Regions from separate parts of the Rattus norvegicus genome. Here region 2 is linked to region 1. Evidence: chromatin contacts called from public Hi-C data. All regions are on one chromosome and are shown on one strand. Each heading gives the region's core, a stretch centred on a gene start, on an enhancer-like site or on the middle of the called end of the contact. The rest is flanking DNA. Distances are from core to core; before and after follow the strand shown.

Region 1 (3,887 bases), core at 713-3,212:
TCAAAAAGAAAAACTTGGTCATAATGTTTGTAGAGTCTTCATACAGTTTGAAGAGATATTTTTTTCTCGTAAGTCCCGGAAGAGTTAATTAACCTTCATATTTATTAGTTTCTTTCCAAGCATCGCACTTGCATGCATTTTCTCATGTCTTCAATGAGGGGAATTGTGGTGAAGATGGTCACACATTCTTTCATGCCTAAGGTTTCTCTACAGCATGGATTTTGTGATGAGTGCAAAGATTGGCAGTACTGGTTACACTGTTTACACTTGTAAAGTTTTTCTTCTATATGGATTCTGGTATACACTGAGGAACAACTGAGACATTCATCCACAGGGACTGAACCGCTACTCCATTCTTCAGCATCTTGTTGACAAATAGCTAATTTTGGCGTAGTTGACCCACAGTAGTCACTCTAGTAAATGTAACTTTGACGTACGTAGAGAGATCCATTATATCAGTTCTGTCCTCCTAGAGGGTTTTACTATTACACGTGTGTTTTTGTTTTGTTTAGTTTTCTTGCAGCTGATGAAAATGTGCTGACTATGAGTAAAGCTCGACAGTGGTTGTCCTCTGTTTCTGTCTTTCTCCCAATGCTGTCACACACCTACCAGGTGAAAGGGAACTGCAATATCCCTGAAACAAGCATTTAGCCATGAACCCAAAATCTCATTTCTTAAAGTCTCCCTTAATTGTCAACACTCTGGGCGTCTTTGACTTGTGGGACAGATTGTTTCCTCCACTGCAGCTTTAGGAACATGCCTGATTGTAGGAGGGGTAAGGGGAAATATCTCCGGAGTGCAGTGCTGGAAGGACAGGACAGAAGAGAAGTCCTGACCTGGTGAGCACAAGGTCATGGCCCACAAAAGGGAGGAGCCGGTAGCCAATCGGAGGTGAGCTGGAGTGGTGAGACCTCCCAAGGGCTGGCAGGGATGTCAGACATGTAAGCTATTGGAAATTGGCTATGGAAACTGCTATGAAAATCCATATCTTTGCAGATATGGAAAAGGTGTTCACCTAGAATGAAAGCCCGTAACAGGAACCACTATGGTGAGTTGCTTCAGCACACCCTAACGCTGATGGAGGTGCTCATGACACTCAAGATGCATGTGGGATATAAAACCAGGCCCAGAAGCATGGATGGTAGAGTGGGTTGAGACTTAGGAGACTAGGTGGGCACACATCTGAGACTTACGTGACGTCCTGCTGCCCACTAGCCCCCTGGCCTGGAACATTTGCATGCTTCCCACCTATGTGACCTGTGGTCATGTAGGCCCAGAACAGTGATCCTCATCCTAATAGAGGCCCTGAGGGCTAGCCGTTAAGCTGGAATTCCCAGACATTCCTTCCTGCAAAAGCTATTTTATCTCAGTTCAGACCCCGAGAAAAGGGTTTGAACTTTCTGTCAGGAACCGTCAATAAACAGTTTACAACCATGGACTCTGTCAATCATCTACCACTGCCATTGGTACCACGCAGAAGGTCTTTGCCTACAGACCCTCAGCGTAGCTCTCCCATCGAGGGCCTATCTGTGCTTCCAGACTGCCCCTGCCAAGCTAAGGTCCATCTGTGCTGAGCTGAGCCAGAACTCCCTGTTCCCTCAGTGCCCAAGGCATGCACAAGTGAATCAGTTCTTGGCTCTCCTGCGACACCCAGTGGTGCGTTGATATACAATAATCGCGGAACCACTGAGGCACTTTCCTTGTCCCTGACCCAGGAACCCAAAAGTGCTCTAGCCTCACCCCTCCTCTTGGACTGCTTTTCCATCCTCAAACTGGGTCTTGGCATTTCCCTAAAGTTCAGAATCGCCCAGGCAATGGCAAGAAAAAACATAGTATAGATCGCCCCGCTCTAGTGTTCCAAGAGGCAGTGCCTAGCGGAAGCACAGACAGGGACTGGCAGATGTATTGGCCAATCAGGGTCTCCAAGAGGACTTGTCAGTCAGAAGAGGAGGAGGTTTTTTCCGGGAATCCCTTTGCAGGGTTCGTGCTCTTGAGCGTGGTTAGAGCGATTTGCGGTGCTGTACTTTAATCTCATGCTGTGTACTGAGGGAATTTAGGCAAGGTCTGAAGCTGCAACATGGCCAGTGTATGCTCACTGCTCACAAAGGTGAGGAGCGGGATCTGCTGTAGTGGGTCGTAGATAAGGGCGGGAGGAAGCAAGCACGGTGGTGCAGCCACGTGTGGGGTCCCTCTTGTTATTAGCCTGGAGTTAGCAGTGGTATCTCAAAGATTTCATTGGCTGGGCTGAATCTCCACCAAGCACTTAGAGCACGGGCTCGTGTATAGAGACACCATTGGCAGGACACCACTGGCAGGCAGTCTTAATTTCTCCAGTACAGTTTACAAGTTATTCTATTCCATTTAACATTTTGGTTGGCGTTCATTTGGAGTTAATTTTGTCTGGGTTGTAAAAGGAATGTCATGCGTTTGGTGTTTGAAAGGATTTTTTTTTCCAGTATTTCAGGTTTTTTTAAAAACAAACTAATAAAACCCGATTTTATAATTTTTGAACAGACACATGTTTATCCTTTTAGAAAATTATTTCTGAGTCAAGCAATGTTGTTACCTGGACCCCATGCCAAAGCTGTACCCACCAGCGTAGGGGAATGTCAGGGTGGGGAGGCAGGAAGTGGGTGATTGGGGAGGGGGAACACCCTTTTAGAAGAAGGGGGAGGGGGATAGATAGGGGTTTTGTAGACCAGAAAGTGGGAAAGGGAGAAACATTTGAAATGTATAGGAAAAATGCCCAGTAAAAAAAAGATTTTTAGTTTGTCCTTATATTGATCATGTAACATTTCTTACATCAGAAGTGACTGATAATGAAAACTTCTGTCAAAGCAAAATAGTTCCTTCCTTCCTACTTCTCCCTTCTTTGTGGTTACACCAGCTTCAAGGTTTGTCAGTGAAATCAATTCATACTGCAATCCTCTTTATTTATATTTTCCCTAAGAAAGTCAGGGAGGTGAGAAGACATTCATTCCATTGTCTCTTTTTCTTACTGACTAGTCAGGGCTCAGCCTGGAAGGCTTGTCAAGACTCTCTCATGAACTGGGCAGCGGAGGCAGAATTAGGTGTTCAAAGGAAGAGGCAAGCCTGAGCTACAGAAGAAATTGCCCTAAAGAGAAACAAGTAATCAAAGAGTTGGGAAAAAGGAACAAGGAACAACATTCTTTTTTATCATTCGATATTTTTAATTTACATTTCAAATATTCTGTTTATACGTTTCCTGTTCACATACCCCCTATACCTTCCCTTTTCCCCTTCTGTGAGGGTGTTCCCCTCCCCAACCTCCCATCCCTTCCTGCCTCCCCGCCCTGGCATTCCCCTACACTAGGGGGTCCAGTCTTGGCAGGACGAAGGAATAACATACTTAATTCTCCACAGACGTTGGAGGATTATAGACAGTTGACCAGAGCTGTGATGCTCTAAAAAAATGAAATTTAAAAAGTGTTACTAACTCAGTTCTTTAAAAGATAGATAATATTGGAACAATTTATAGCTAAAGTGACTTTCAAGAAGGACAGGCCATTCCCTGCTAGGGGAAAAGCCATCAATGAGATAAAATATGATCTTGTCATTAAGTGTGATTTGTAGCCTGACATACACAGCTATAGCCAATATCCCCTGATTCAAATTTCTGTGCTGACTTAACTACATCAACAAAATTTTCTTAAATAATACCTCCCCAAGTTTTATACCCGCCAGTCTGGACAATTTCTATTCACATGCGTAAATTAATAAATGCTGGGGAGTTACAAAATGATTCACTTAGCCCTATCAGGTTTCTGAGACAGCTAGGAAGTGTGTTCATTCACTACCACAGGATCCTTGTCGCTCTCTTCATAGTGGGAGCAATGCTGACTCCTGTGAAGCAGCCCCCTCAGTTC
Region 2 (3,759 bases), core at 532-3,031, 190 kb before region 1:
TGTAACCCTGAGAGCTGAAAATCAGTAGGCACACCCCACAGGGATACACCGGAAGGCATTTTCCTAGGATATGTAATAGGCATAATCACGCATGGTTCACATCCATGTACTTCCATTTCCCCAAGACACAATGCAGAAAACGAGTGGGCCTGTTTCCTGTGTACAGCGTGAGTCAGTCGCCTGTACAGTGGAGGGGAAAGTAGCCCTTATCTTAGTTACGTTTCTACTGCTACGGTAGCATAGATAACACAACCCCGGCAACTTATAAAGAGTTTATTGGTGCCTACAGAGGATGCGCCCATGACCATCGCGGCGAGGTGTATGGCATCAAGCAGGTAGGCATGGCGGTGAAGCAGTAGCTCAGAGCTTCTGTCTGGTTGGTAAACATGGCAGACAGCTAACTGGGAATGGTGTGTGCTTCGGACACCTCAAAGATCACCCCAGTGTGCGGTAACAACTCCTAATCCTCCCGAAAGTTCTACCAACTGGGGACCATATACAGGAAACCATGTGTGTTCCATATTGCTCACAAAGCTAAACGTTAATCTGCCATGACTCAGCTCCACTCCTGCACATATGGCCAAAGGACACCCTCCTACCGATGCTTGCCTAGCAATGTCCATTTGCTGCTCTATTCACAGCAGCTAAGCGTGAACACCCTAAACGCCTGCAAGCGATGGGCAGCAATGCAGATGTGGTGCAGGCTCACAAAGGGATAATACCCGTCTGTGAGGAAAACGACATCATGAAATTTGCAGGTAAGTGTAGCTCTCACCAGGCTGCAGGCATGAAATGGTTGCTGGAGGAATAAAAATGAACATCATCCCATCGTTGTTCATGAATTATTTTCATGTTGGGGAAAGGCATCTAAATAGAAATAAATGCCCGGAAAGTGACCAAGCCACTTATACAGTACCTGCTGTTATGTGCAAGGCAATGTACTAGATTCTGGTCATGATAAGATTTTTTAAAATGTGGGTCTTTATCTGTCTAGAACTTACTATTGAGACAAAAAAAAATCCCAGTAAGTCATGTTTTTGAGATACATATATGCATACACACACATCTCACTTGATTTTATGTATTTCTGTTGCTTTATGACAAGATGGTTATTTATATACTCATGAGCAATGATTTTATACATACACCACATAATAAGATAACAGAAATGGCAGTTTTTGGAGATAATGTCAAAATGCGAGTTCAATTCTTACTGTATTTGAAACCCCGATGCCTGTTTACATTAAAAAGAATTTTAATCTAGAAATACAAAAGAATTGTAGCCTCTTTTCATAGTGGGTGGGGAGCAAGCCCACAACTAGCATTATCCCAGTTCCCACAGTATGTCCAATAACCATTAAATATTTCCAAGTTTCTGTAAGATGCATAAAAAAAAAAGTTTTATGAATAACCTTAAGGGTTTTGTTGGGAACAGATTTTGACAGCAGTGTCTATAGTGAGCAGGTATTTTAGTCATCTTTCCCTAGCTCATGGCTTGTTTTGTAGTCTTGAGACTCAACATACTTGCCGTAAACTGACTTTTACCATAACACACCAGATCTTCCACCAGTTGAACCACGCCATTTCAGAAAGCTCGCAGAATTATTTGGATTTAGCATTCACTTTCAAATGAAACTGCGAGTGCACACAATCACCTAAGCAAGGTATTTTCTAACAAAAGTGCAGTCATGACTCAAGGCCTCAGTTTCCCCCACTCAGCCTGCCGTCAAAGTGCGGCCGCGCATGCGCAGAGGACACGCCGCACCGCTGCTGTCCCTCGGCAGTGACGTCAACCGAGCGCCGAGGAGATCCCGACCCGTTTTCCACTGTTCTGTGAAGTTGGCCGTGTATCGTTGGTGTCCCTGTCGAGTTGGGTCAGGAGGGCGCGGAGCAGCGAAACCCTTCCCGAGCTGCGGTGAGGAAGCGGTTTCCGGTGGCTGGAGTGGGGAGGCACGAGCTGACGCGGCCGCGGACGGCGACACCGGCCGAACGCGAGCGGTGAGTCGGCATGGCGGCCCCCGGGCGAGCGGGCGGACTGCGGCCTCTGTCCGGCTCGGCGGCGGCTCGGCGTGCCGGGCTGTGCTGACACACGTAGGGGAAAGCTGCGGACCCCCGAGTCTTTCCGGAGCATTCTCGAAGCGAACAGGCTATTAATGAGCTCTGGTGTCACGAGGCGCTTCCTCAGCCCGACGTTTGGTGGCTCCCGTGAGCTTCACAGGGCACACAAAACGCCCGCCTGGCCAGCAGTAGGTGGTTTCTGGACCGCGAGCTTCGAAGAGATTAACTGTGTCTCAGGTGCAGTAAACTCAGGATCTGGAGCGAAAGGGGTGAAGAGTTGAAAGCATTACCAGGAATGGCTCCAGTATACCTCATCCGGTTGTAATAAGTAGTTCTCTGCAATATTCTGAAGCTGTGGAAGTGCTGGGGACGGGAGAGGGGGTACGATTAGATTAAGAAAAAGGACAGGGTGCCAGGATTTTAGAAGTGTGTTTTGCCATCCCTACGTTTGCCCGCAGAATCTACCCTCAGACATTTAGAGCCAGTAGGAGATTATTTTTCAGGATGATATTTATAACCAAAATCAGAATATTATCAACTGTGTTAAATTGTCACTGGATATTATTGTTAATTCTTCCCCCGGTTCAAGAAACTTAGACAAGGTGCTTGGACAAGAACGTTGATTGTTTATAGAGTACTAAAAACACTACAGTATGCTTTAAAGAAACTTGAAGGCTCGTCTCCATGATATGCCCAAATATTTGACAGAAGTTATTCTTTTGGATGCCTTTCAGAAGACGTTTTAGTCTTAAAGACTCATATAAGTATTCACATGCTTTATTTCAAGCTAAAATTGGGATGATAGCTTCTTCATACTTAACAGTCATTTTGATATCAGCCAGCTTTGTAGTTCCAAAGAGCAAGACTATGGGAAACCATATTTCCATTTCAGTTAATAACAGGAGGCAAAGTTGCAGTCACACCAAAAATAATTTTTTGTTTGGGTCAACATGAGGAACTGTATTAAAGGGTCACAGTATTAGGAAGGTTGAGAACTGCTGGCATAAATGTAAATGAAAACACAAAAGAAATTAAAAGAAAGCACATCACAAAATAGAGAAAAGGATAGTTAGCCAGATAAAGCATTCTGGTATTGTGAAAATAAACCATGTAGGCCAAGTTTAATTCCCACCACTGCCAGTATGGAGAGGCATGCATGTGTGTATCAAGTACTATATGGAGTACAGGGGGTTCTCATCACTTAGCATAGTTCTAAACCATTAAACCAAACCACAGTAAAGAAGCTTGAATAGTTACGGATTCGACAACTCCATGCTATATTGAACAGATACCTAATTTGATACTGTAAAGTGTACTCGTTAAGAAACTTCTGGACCTTTCCTGGAGAATGAAATTATTAGAAAGGTGCCAGGGTTAGGTACAAGATGACTGTTTTATACAGTCTAACTAATCACCCATACGTTTGTTTGCTTGCTTTTAAATTCACTTTACATCCCTATGGCTGTCCTCTCTCCTGGTTTCCACCCCCCACAGTTTCTCCACCTCACCCCTTCTCCCCTTCTCTGAGTGGAGCACCTCCCCCATCCCCAGCCCCCTAACCCTGGCACATCAAGTCTCTGCAGGGTTAGATACTGCTTCTCCCACTGAGACCAAACAAGGCAGCCAAGACCCCACAGACAGGTAACAGCTTTTGGGACTGCCCCTGCTCCAGTTCTTCAGGACCAACATGAAGTTGCATAT

What was found. Hi-C and Micro-C count contacts between places; a contact is called where the count stands out from the background.
Region 2: a contact with region 1 is called in a Hi-C map of Schwann cells, with 6 times the contacts expected there. The contact joins the promoter of Thoc2l here to the promoter of Zfp951 in region 1. A contact is called at or near these places in 7 of 12 Hi-C or Micro-C datasets (Schwann cells, frontal cortex, kidney and 3 more) and 1 of 1 datasets of contacts at active chromatin or transcription factors (oligodendrocytes).

The regions. Positions count from the first base shown.
Region 1 is chr14:5,351,533-5,355,419 of GRCr8, reverse strand. Zfp951 (zinc finger protein 951) reads left to right here and starts at 1,962. Exons shown (of 4, transcript NM_001395603.1): 1 at 1,962-2,107. The coding sequence starts at 2,078.
Region 2 is chr14:5,537,668-5,541,426 of GRCr8, reverse strand. It overlaps Thoc2l (THO complex subunit 2-like), which reads left to right and starts at 1,781. Exons shown (of 9, transcript NM_001379099.1): 1 at 1,781-1,998.